3 separate regions of the Sus scrofa genome follow, and regions 1 and 3 are each linked to region 2. Evidence: chromatin contacts called from public HiChIP or PLAC-seq data. All regions are on one chromosome and are shown on one strand. The core of a region is the stretch at or near the end of the contact, and the rest is flanking DNA. Distances in the headings are between cores, read along the strand shown.

The links. HiChIP or PLAC-seq counts read pairs in DNA pulled down with a chosen protein or histone mark.
Region 1: a contact with region 2 is called in an H3K27ac HiChIP or PLAC-seq map of alveolar macrophages. The contact joins two enhancer-like sites. A contact is called at or near these places in 1 of 47 Hi-C or Micro-C datasets (embryonic fibroblasts) and 1 of 2 datasets of contacts at active chromatin or transcription factors (alveolar macrophages).
Region 3: an H3K27ac HiChIP or PLAC-seq map of alveolar macrophages shows a contact between it and region 2. The contact joins two enhancer-like sites. A contact is called at or near these places in 1 of 5 promoter capture datasets (fetal skeletal muscle), 12 of 47 Hi-C or Micro-C datasets (alveolar macrophages, embryonic fibroblasts, epiblast stem cells and 8 more) and 2 of 2 datasets of contacts at active chromatin or transcription factors (alveolar macrophages and skeletal muscle).

What each region holds. Positions count from the first base shown.
Region 1 is chr14:42,167,328-42,170,955 of Sscrofa11.1, forward strand. The region is part of intron 1 of SELPLG (selectin P ligand); the gene reads left to right. Among named protein-coding and RNA genes, the nearest start is that of SELPLG, 10 kb to the left of the region's middle. Within about 2 kb of position 1,879, at least 10 of the 83 cell types and tissues checked have an H3K27ac peak or open chromatin away from gene starts, as enhancers often do. A contact at or near this core is called in alveolar macrophages, where this site is marked.
Region 2 is chr14:42,010,757-42,014,109 of Sscrofa11.1, forward strand. It overlaps SSH1 (protein phosphatase Slingshot homolog 1), which reads left to right. Exons shown (of 16, transcript XM_001929329.5): 10 at 221-349; 11 at 3,090-3,136. Among named protein-coding and RNA genes, the nearest start is that of SSH1, 48 kb to the left of the region's middle. Within about 2 kb of position 2,080, at least 19 of the 83 cell types and tissues checked have an H3K27ac peak or open chromatin away from gene starts, as enhancers often do. A contact at or near this core is called in alveolar macrophages, embryonic fibroblasts and retroperitoneal adipose tissue, where this site is marked.
Region 3 is chr14:42,216,227-42,219,867 of Sscrofa11.1, forward strand. ISCU (iron-sulfur cluster assembly enzyme ISCU, mitochondrial) reads right to left here. Exons shown (of 6, transcript XM_003359136.3): 4 at 3,475-3,585; 5 at 1,909-1,987; 6 at 1-408. The coding sequence ends at 323. All of the region lies in intron 1 of LOC106507249 (a long non-coding RNA gene), which reads left to right. Among named protein-coding and RNA genes, the nearest start is that of ISCU, 4.5 kb to the right of the region's middle. Within about 2 kb of position 1,670, at least 19 of the 83 cell types and tissues checked have an H3K27ac peak or open chromatin away from gene starts, as enhancers often do. A contact at or near this core is called in alveolar macrophages, embryonic fibroblasts and retroperitoneal adipose tissue, where this site is marked.

The DNA of each region.
Region 1 (3,628 bases), core at 629-3,128, 160 kb after region 2:
GCCTGTCCATCCACTAAACCCTGGGAGTATAGTATGAGCTGCAAGACATCCATGGGTCTTCTCCTATTAGCATTTATGGGCTGATGGGAATGAATGTTTAGAAAAAAAAACATTTAAAAAAAAAGGATTAAACAATGGGAACAATAATTATGCCTGGACAATCTGGGAAGGCTTCCTGGAGGAGGCAGGATTTGCTCTGGCTCCAGAGGATGGCCACGCCTTGTTCATGGGTAATACGGAACTATAACTTTTTTTTTTTTTTTTTTGGTCTGTTGTTGTTGTTGTTGTTGTTGCTATTTCTTGGGCCGCTCCCGCGGCATATGGAGGTTCCCAAGCTAGGGGTTGAATCGGAGCTGTAGCCACCGGCCTACGCCAGAGCCACAGCAACGCGGGATCCGAGCCGCGTCTGCAACCTACACCACAGCTCACGGCAACGCCAGATCGTTAACCCACTGAGCAAGGGCAGGGACCGAACCCGCAACCTCATGGTTCCTAGTCCGATTCGTTAACCACTGCGCCACGACGGGAACTCCCGGAACTATAACTTTGAAGTGGGCTCTGGAGCAAGACCACCCAGTTTCAAGTTCCCCATTCCCTCTCGTTGTTTGTGTGGGCCAAGTGGGCCTCAGTTTCCCCATCTTTCACGTGGGGTTAATATGTGGAGGTTTTGGGGCCTGAGCGAGCTAATAATTCATGTATAAAACAGTGCCCAGCACATTGTCTACACTTTGAACCTGTGAGTCACAAACCAGAGGCCGAGGCTGTGTACGCTGCCCAGGGCTTGCTGTGGAGAAAGCTTTCTAGGGCTCCCGGCCCCCAGCTTTCTCTGACTGACGAGGTCAGGGGTGTGTCAAAACTGTCTCAGTGTTGGGGACTTTTCAGGATGCAGAATGACAATGACAACAGCTGGCCTTTATCAAGCACTTTCTGTGTGGTAACACTCAACCTGGATCAGCTCACTTCCACCCATAACAAACCCATGAAGTGTAGGTACTATTAAACCCGTGGCTCAGAGACATCTGTTCAGTTGCCCAAAGTCACACAGCTTGTACGTGACAGAGCTGGGACTGGATCTGATGTGATACTAGATTTGATCCAGAGCTGGGCCAGGGCCTGTCTGTTACTGAACCAAAACTTAGTTCTGCTCACCTGCGTGCAGCAGAGCCAATCTACTGACACTGGGTTGTGAAGGAAATTGCAGCATTTATCGTAAGGCTCCAGACAAGGAGTCCGGACAGCTCAAAAAGCCAGAACTCCCCAAGGAGCTTCAGCAAAGCATTTTTTAAAGGTCAGGTGAAGGAGAAGACTCCCAGGGTCTGTGATCAGCTTGTGTACAATTCTCTGCTTCGTTGATGATGAGGTAACAGGGCAGTATCACCAGGGTTAACCTGATCAATCCTTAGGCTCCAAGGAGTCATCAAGTAGTTAATTTCGCCTGTCTGGTGGGGGTTTTGGTATCTGTAGAGGGACTCAAGACATGTCCATCAGCTACTGTCCTCTAGGTACTCCAGGAGGAGTCAAGGCAGAGGATACGGGGGAGGGGGTCTGTCCCAGGAAGGCCCCACCGGGTCCTGCTGGGTTACGACCAGCTTACCAGGACTCAGACTGGCTCTGGGATGTGGGGCACCCCTGGCTCTCCTTGTTGATTTGAGCCTCTTCTCTTCTCAGGCTGCTCAGCCCACATCCTGAGATGCTCAGTCTTTCAAATCCTCAGATTCCAAGATCTTGAATGATGGAACCCCTGGGATCCAAGATTCCAAGCAGGAGATCCCAAGCTTCTTGGAGTCCCATGAGCATCCTTCTTGAGTAGTCCAGGGCAGCCGCAAAGCACAGTCTCTGGAGCTGGGGTGTGGCCCTGGCAGCTAGCTCACCCCTCCCCGCAGCCTGGGTGGGGCTCGGGGCAGAAGCACCCTGGTTGAGGGTGAAAGACGGGAAATGAGTAGTGTGTGACCTCCCCCGTTAGGCAAGCAACAAGGCAAATAGGATGTGGCACGTCTTAGCCCTCTTTCTGAGCCCTGCCCACCCCACTCCTGTGGTGACTGTTTTCCTGCCATCAGAGGAGAGAAGAGGTGAAAGATGGGGCCCGGAGGGAGTGACTATGTGTCCTGAGCTTTGCTTCCCTCATCGGTGTAATGGGAGCCATACCAGCCAGTGCTAAAGTCCCCAACATTGTAGCTGAAACCGGTCTCTGTACCCTGGCACCCGTTAAGTCTCAGAGACAAAATCTTTGGGTGAAGCAGAAAAAACAGCTTTACTGCTTTTCCAGGCAAAGGAGGCCACAGCAGGCTAATGACACAAAACTCTGTCCTGTCTTGAAGGGGCTAGCAAGGCTCCTACAGGGTTAGCTCAGAAGACAGGGTTATTGGAAGTTCCCGTTATGGTTCAGCAGTCACGAGCCCAACTAGTATCCATGAGGATGCGGGTTCCATCCCTGGCCTCGCTCAGTGGGTTAAGGATCGGGGAGCCGTGTGGGTTTCAGTCACGTGGGCCGATGGCTGCCTGGCCACAGTCTGGCTCAAGGCTGCTCTATCCCTGGTCCCTTACCTTCAAAGCCCAGGCACCAGGCTGGGCGACACATTTCCAGTGTTAATGGTGGGGATGTCCAGGGTGAGCTGGTCGCCTGATACAGGCCCTGGCAGGGAGGTATGGGCTCTCCCAGGGGGCACCATCCTACCCCCAAAGGGCGAGGAGGTCTCTGCTCTTACCCAGATTTCCCTAGCTGCCCACAGGGGAAAAGGTAGCGAGGTCCCCATCTCCATACCCTCCTGGAGCCCGAGACCTCCCTCTCCTCTGCTCCTCTGTCCTCAGGGACCTTCCCTGCAGCATCTCATTCCATTCTTACCCTTGAGACAATATTGTCCATTTTACAGATGAGGAAGCTGAGGCTCAGAGAAGGGGGAGGGACTTGCTCAGGTTACACAGTGGTGAAGTGGCCTCTGGTCCACTCTAGGCTGCCTCTGCATGCAGGGGACCGTGGGATGGGTGTGGGGGGAGAAGGCAGCTGAGGGGAGAGGATCCCCCTTGGGGAACACAACACATCCCTTCTGCAGTCCCCGCCCAGCCTCCGGGCTGCAGAAAGCTGGCCCCTGACTCGCCCAGTTACCTCCCCGACCCAGGAACTAGTGGGTTGGGTCTTCTGTTTTTGTTCCTCTCTCTGCTTCCAGGAAGTGGCAAAGGGGTCTGTCTTCCAGGAACTGAGAATGTCCAAGTGGGGGTGGTGGATGCAAGTCTTTTCATAGTTATGAAATATGTTCCTGAGCTGATGGCTTTTTCCTAAGGTCCCCCACCCCTAGGGAAGCAGGGCCAGGATTGGGCCATATACTTTCCCTGAAAGAAAAACTCCACTCCCTGTGCAAAAAATTCTGCCTCCTTCTGGAGGTAGGTTCAGAGGCAAAGAATGTGTGTGCGTGTGTGTGTGTATGTGCGCGCGCGTGCATGTGTGTATGCGTATGAGACATTTATTAAGCACCTACTATGAGCCTGGAACTTTTGAATCCATCATCTCATTGCATTCTCCCAACAGCCCTCTAAGATAGGTACTATTTGTTGTTCCCATTTTACAGATGAGAAAACTGAGGCTCAGCAAGGCAAAGAGCTGGGTCAAGGTCATTCTGCCTATAAGGGACAG
Region 2 (3,353 bases), core at 830-3,329:
AGGGAGATTCACTCTGAGGCTGAGTAGCCTGAATTCCCATCACCCATGCATATGTGCTGCCTGCCTGAGTGCACAGGGGTTTATTCTGAAAACAAACAAACAAACAAAAAAACACCTTTTTTGAAAACAGCCATAGTTCATGTTGTGACTTTACTTGTTTGGAGGAAGTGTCATTATTATTTTTAACAAACGCCCTTTCTTAATATTTCCCACTCCACAGATCCGTAATGAATTAGAGAAACAGATGAACTGTAACTTGAAAGAATTCAAGGAATTCATCGACAACGAGATGCTGCTTATCTTGGGGCAGATGGACAAGCCCTCCCTCATCTTCGACCATCTTTATCTCGTAAGAGGCGCCTCACACGGCAGGGTCTGGCTTGGGGACTGCGAAGCAGGCCTTGATTTGTTTGGCATTCGCAGCAGGTCATAGTGGGGGAAGAACTGGAGTAACAGGAGCCTCCCTCCTGACTTTGTGGGAACTCCCCTCCTGACCCCTGTCTCTGGCCTGTGGCCTACTGGTTTGCCCTCGAGCCAGATGTTTGCACCACAGGGAGTTGGTTGCAAGCTCTCTGGCAGAGATAACTGGCCTGCATCTTCAGATGCACACCACCCTCTATCTCGTTCAGTCTCTAACACAGGAACCCCCTCCAATGGTCTGCAGGCTGAAAAACACCCTGGTTACTGAAGGGAGCATGCACACCTGACCCCAGAACGATGCCTAGGTGTCCTGTCCTCCCTGCTTGTCTGCACGGCTGCCCTCAGCCCTGCTGCCAGAGCCCACTGAGGGAGCCCTGCTGATGCAGCCACAGGCTCACGCTCTCTCTTCACCTCCATCTCTCACTCCGATCTTCTTAAAGCTATAAATCTCCCTCCCTAGCAGGCAACCGGCAAGGTCTCAAAGTGGGGGGATTGCAGAGGAAGGCACATGACCACAGTCAGGGCGGCAGTGCTGCGTAATGGAACCCAGACCCACTGGGCAGGTTCCCGCTCCCTGGCCTGACCGGCTGCATGCCCGGGAGCAAGTCTTTTGGCCTCTTTTTTCCTTCTTCCTATACCTCAGGGGATAATTATGAGGATTCAGTTAATACATATTTAAAGCACCCAGAGCAGTTTCTGTAGACATTCCCAAATGGTACCCATCTTGAAAACAAATCACTTCCTTGGGAAGGGCGAGGAAGTGTATTTGCTGTGGAAGGCATGAACAATTGTGTTTTCTGCCTGTGGGAGATAATCAGTAGTTCTCTAAATAATGTACATTTAATATTATTAACTATAGTAGTTCCCTGGTGGCCTAGCAGTTACAGACTCAACGTTGTTGCTGCTGTGACATGGGTTCTGACCCTTGCCCGGGAACTTCCACATGCCACAGGCACAGCCAAAAACAAAGCAAAACAAACACAAAAATATATAGGAGTTCCCATTGTGGCTCAGCGGGTTAAGAACTGGACATGGTGTCCATGAGGATTCGGGTTCGATCCCTGGCCTCCCTCAGTAGTATGAGGATCCAGCGTTGGCATGAGCTGCGGTGTAGGTTGCAGGCGTGGCTCAGATCCTGCGTTGCTGTGGCGTAGGCCGGCAGCTGCAGCTCTCGGATTCAACCCCTAACCTGGAACCTCCATATGCCGCAGGTGCGGCCTTAAAAGGGAGAAAAAAAAATACGTGTATATGTGTATATATGTATGTAGTATATGTTTAATATATTTGCATATGTTGTTCTGTATACACATTTAACATATGTATATTTAAATGTGTATAGATGTGTAGGTATGAAGCCTGGATCACAAAAGCAGCCCTGGCCTCTCATCTGCTCTCCGGGCAGTTGATGGTCTTCCCTGGTGCACATGAAACCAAAGGCCCCTCCGGCCTGTCTCTCCACTAGGTGGTGATCACAGCAAAAGGATACTCATGACCTTAGCAGGGGTTTTTCTTATTTTTTCGGTATGGTTTGGTACTTTATGTCACTTTTTCCATGAGAGATAGTAAAGGAATTTTTATGTTTGAGCCTCTCCCTCCAATATGAAAATCTAGCCAGTGCCCACACGCTGCCAGCTCTGTCAGAGCACCACATTCCCCGCGCCAGGAGAGGTCCACCCTCTCTGGAAAGGAAGTTTATAGGGGAACCAAGAGGGTGTTTTTGCTCTTTGGGACTCTGTGTCGGTTGGATTTCCTAAGAGCAAAGCTGTGTTTTTTTTCTTTTGTTGTTTTCCCTTCTGTGTTCTTTGCCTGCTCAGAAGTGGGGGGTTTGTGGGTTCTTAATACCATTTTTAAAATACAAAGCAAAAACATGTGATAGAAAGTTAGGAAATGTAAGTCTAAAGCAGAAAATTTAAAACTTTCTTCATTTCACAAATCTAGAGATAATCATTGTTAACACTTTGGTATGTTTATTTTTCCATCTTCTGGGTTTGGTTTTTTTAATGCATTTATAGCTTCTTAAAAAAGAAAGAGAAAGGAAAGGAGAGAACCCTACTGTTTGATGACGTAGTTTTGTTCATTCTTTTTCATTATGTGGTATTTCCCTGTGTCATTAAATATCCTCCAAAAGTATGATTTATTTCAACAGCTCCATCACAGGGCTCCATCGTTGACTATGTTACTGATTTCTTCTTGTTGGACCTTTGGGTGGTTTCCATTGTCTTGTTATAAATGCCCATGACTATCCTTGCACCTATATCTCCATGTGAATTCTGGGTGTTTCCTCAGGGTAGTTTTTTTGTAAGTGGAATTCTAGGTCAGAGGGTGGGCACCCTTTTAATATTGCTAGAGTACTTCCCCTAGTCAGTGGCACGTGAAAGTGCCTGGTTCTGCATAGGAGGTCAGCGGCCACTGCCTCTGTGACAGAACCTTGCCTGAGTCTTAGGAAAGGGCTGGTGAGAGGGGGCAGGGATTCCTTGGCCCGCTCGTACCCTGGTGATGCCACAAACTCCTCAGGAACCTGCTTTGCTATCCACCTCTTTCAGTCCTGAAAGTGGCCAGGGGCCCATGAAATACCAGTCACCGTCAGGGCTAGTGCACACCATGCGTCCCGTAGCAGCTCTGAGGCTGACGAGCGACACTCACAGGGGTTTGTGTGCTCTGTCCCCCAGGGCTCTGAATGGAATGCATCCAATCTGGAGGAACTGCAGGGCTCAGGGTGAGTCTGCGCCCCTCGTCTTCCCTTGTCCTTCCAGGCAGCTTAGAAACCCTCAGCTCAGCGAGGCCAGGCCCTGGTGCTGCCTGCCTACCCGGCCCTGCCTACACCCCAGTCTCCAAAGTGGCCACTGACCTGATTGGCATAGCTAAACAGATGCACTTCAGAATGCCACCTCTTGAATAATGCACGGGTTTTAGATTTTACTGAGGTCTGGGAT
Region 3 (3,641 bases), core at 420-2,919, 210 kb after region 2:
GGTAAAATTAGTACTTGACCACCCAAATGGGAGACTGCACTACTCATTTCGGTTTTAAGGGCCCTCCACACAATTCACAATAGACATGGGCTGGGGTAAGGCTATAAACGTGAGCTGCGAGAACCCACAGGATTCAGAACAACTAGACTGTGTATTGTGCTTGCATTAGAGCCACAATGTGAACGGCAAATGTGCGGGTCTCATGGTTCTTTTATTGTAGGGCGAGGGCAGAGGGCATCTGAACACCTACGTGACTGCTAAGCGGTGACGGCGTGGGAGGGGGAGCAGCTTGTGTGACTGGGGTGGGGGCTTCGTCTAGGACTCATGTCTTCTCGGCCTCTCCTTTCTTGGGTTCTTGCTTGAGTTTGTAATCAGCCAGGGCGGCCTTGATGGCATCTTCGGCCAGCACTGGAAGTAAGAGAAGGAAAGAGAGCCTAAGTTTCTAGAAATCTATAGAAATGGCCCTAGGAAGAGAATTTTAAGAGCTGGGGGCATCGGTGCTGGGACGGGCTTAACAGAGTCACCTTGCCAGGGTGCTGGGCGAGAGCAGCAAGCCCAGTGGTCTGATGCCTGCTTCCTGGGCCAGGTCACTCCCACTGGGTGGCTCTAGGGACAGCCTGGGGGTGGCAGCCAGCCAAGATTCTGCTTAGTTCTTCTGCCTTTGGACAGCCATGCTTTTCTTGGGGGCTTTAGACATAAAGAGTCTGAGGCACGGGGGGGACATAACAAATGTCAGTCCTCAGCTGCTCACACGGAAGTCAGGATTGAGCATGGTGGATGCCGGTGACGCTGGCATAACTTAGGTCCTGCCAGTTGGTGGGATGTCATTGGCTGTCACTCTCTAGTGATCTCAAGTTTGAAACCTTTTATTTTGGAGTCTATATGAAAAGGGGGGCTTTGGGGAAAATAAAAGTAGAGAGAGCCGGAATGACGGCAGGGAGCACCAGCTGAGGGTTTCTGCAGCCAAGAAGGCCTAATGAAAAGGCGAGAGTTTTTCTGAAACCATGAGAAAATGTTTATAGGCTATGGCCTTTATTCCGGGTATTTGAAATTCCAGCTCAAGTGGAAGGAGCTCCGTCTCCGCCGGCCTCCTGAGGTTGGCGTGAGCGCATTGCTGCCTTGGCGCTGAGTTCTTCTCCTGTGAGTCTCACCCTGGCGGGAGGCCTGGTTCTCTGCTGATTTTTAACTAATTTGGTCAGTAAACCTCCATCATTAAGGCTACTGTTTCTCATCCCCTCCTTTCCCTAAGAAGGTTGAGATTTTAAAAGCTTTAGATTTAAGACAGAAACTGCACGGGACAGCCACGTCTAAGCCCTAAGGCATCTGGGCTTTCTCTTTAGGACAGTGGAGAGAGGACTGCTGCCCAACTGGGTTAGTCATTCCTCACACACAGATGCAGCCCAGATAGGAACAGCAGCTGGAGAGGAAGTGATGAAACACGCAACAGAGACTGTGGTGAAGGCCGAATTTTCTCCTTTACTGGTCCTAAATGCATTGCACAGGGGTGGGAACGGCACAGATTCTGGGGTTAGAGGCTGGGGTTTAGGTTCTGGCCCACCCCCTGAGGAGTGGTGGAATGGGGGTGCGTTAACCTGAGCCCTCATTTCCTCCTCTGCAGGGGGAGAGGTGAGGATGCCTTCTGAGGACTGGAGGATGGTTGTGAGGCTTAGAAATGAGGCCGTGGTGGGTCTGGCCCAAGGCACATCCTGTAAGCCTCAGCCCCTGGGGCTCTTCCCCTCTGCGGGTTATGGAGACTCGCTCTGCGAGCTCTAACCCCCAGAGGGTTATAAGGATGGATTCTACAACCAAAGAGGAAGCCCTGTGCCTCTGTCATAAGTGCAGGTTAATGCCATTATGAAATTAGCCCCAGCCGTCCAAGCCTGCGGGCATCCTGGGGCTGAGACTTACTGGAGCAGTGCAGCTTCACCGGGGGCAGGCAGAGCTCCTTGGCGATGTCTGTGTTTTTGATGGTCAAGGCTTCCTCCACCTGAGGGGCAGACGGGAAAGACAGGCAGGTTCAGCGCTGCTCTGTCTGGTGGGACAGAAAATGAAAAAGGCCAAAGAGGCCCCCACGACCGGGTGGTGGGGGATGATGTCCATTTATTAACCCCAAACAGAGGCCTCCCACTTGCACGGCCAGGCTGCAGCTGGGCTTCTCAAGTGCGAAGCATTCGTCGCCCCTGCACTGCTCGGCTGGCTGAGCACGGCTGGCAAAGACACAGCCGCCAGCCAGGAACGGAACCTGCTCGGAATCTCTGAGGGATCAGGCTGAGGCCAGTGACTTGAAGCTTTTTTTTTTTTTCAAAGGCAGTGACTCCCTATGCAGGTTTTGTGACTCTCAGCCTTTCTGATTCTTTACACTAAACATTCAGAATAAACCCCTTCAACTCTTAAGGGCTAAATAGCGTCAGGGAGGCCCCAGGCCAGAGGCATCTGCACCCTCTGCCCCAAGGAGAATCTTTCTCCTCGAGAAGGACTGAGAAGGATGCCTCGGTTTGGGCAAGAGCCTGAGGGCGTAGCAGGAGGCAGGCCTGTGTGGGGCAGATCCCCCTGCCTGGCCCCCAGTCTCCCAAGTCTGCTACCGCCACTGAATTACACTTCAAGTTCAGTTCTTTGAAACCCAGATGGGAGGCTCTCAAGGTCAGAGAAAGGCCCTGTCCCCACTCTGATTACACTCTTAGAGCCCGCAGGGCCCTGTCTCCTCATGTCCTCCTTCCCTGAGGACAGTTCTGGACAAAGCACTTCAGAGTCACCTCTGGCCAGAACAGGTTAGGGCTCTGATTCATTGGCCCAGAGAAGCCTGCGGCCAGGAGGCCCCGAACCACAGGAAGCAGGTGGCACGTGGCCTGGCGGGCGTCCTGGCTGTGGAGCTGCCCAGCTCCCTCCACACAAGCCTCCGTGACTCAGCTCCTTGAACTTGGACCCTTGGGCCTGCAAAGACAGGCACCTGCAGTTTCACTTTTCTGAGGTTCTAAGGACTTCAGGATTTTAGAAAGGCTAGTTTATTTCATGAATCCCCCTTAAGCCATCTGCAATCCTTCCTGAAACCTGATGGGAGGAAATAAAACAAACCCCCACCCTGCCCGCCCCCAGCAGACTCAGACTTCTAAGAAATTGTAACAAGGTCAGCAACCTTGAAGAAAGCCAAATGTTTCTTTTCACTTCTATTTTGTTAGAGGGGGAGGTGAGGATCTTTTTTTCTATTTGGTTAAAAATGAAACACCACCCAAACCCCTGAAAAAATTAAAACGATCAACCGCAAAAAACCCCCAACTAAAAAACACTTAACAAAATTATCTGTAATTCCCAATGTGGAAAAGAATGTAATAAAAACCTGGGAAATCAAAATTAAAAAGGAGATTCTTAGAATGATATTTAGAGGAAAAAAAAAAATCATAGGAACTGGACCCATCCCTTAACTGAGAGCCAGGTTTGTGGGGTCTGTGATTTAATTCTAATTTGCAAGACCCTTACCGTCTTCCCCTTTACCCATTCGGTGGCTAATGAGCTGGAGGCAATTGCAGAACCGCAGCCAAATGTTTTAAACCTGGCGTCCACGATCTTCCCCTTGTCATCCACTTGAATCTAGCAAAGAGGCAGGTGTTAGCTGGTGACATGTCGGCCCATGGGGGGGCACGCAC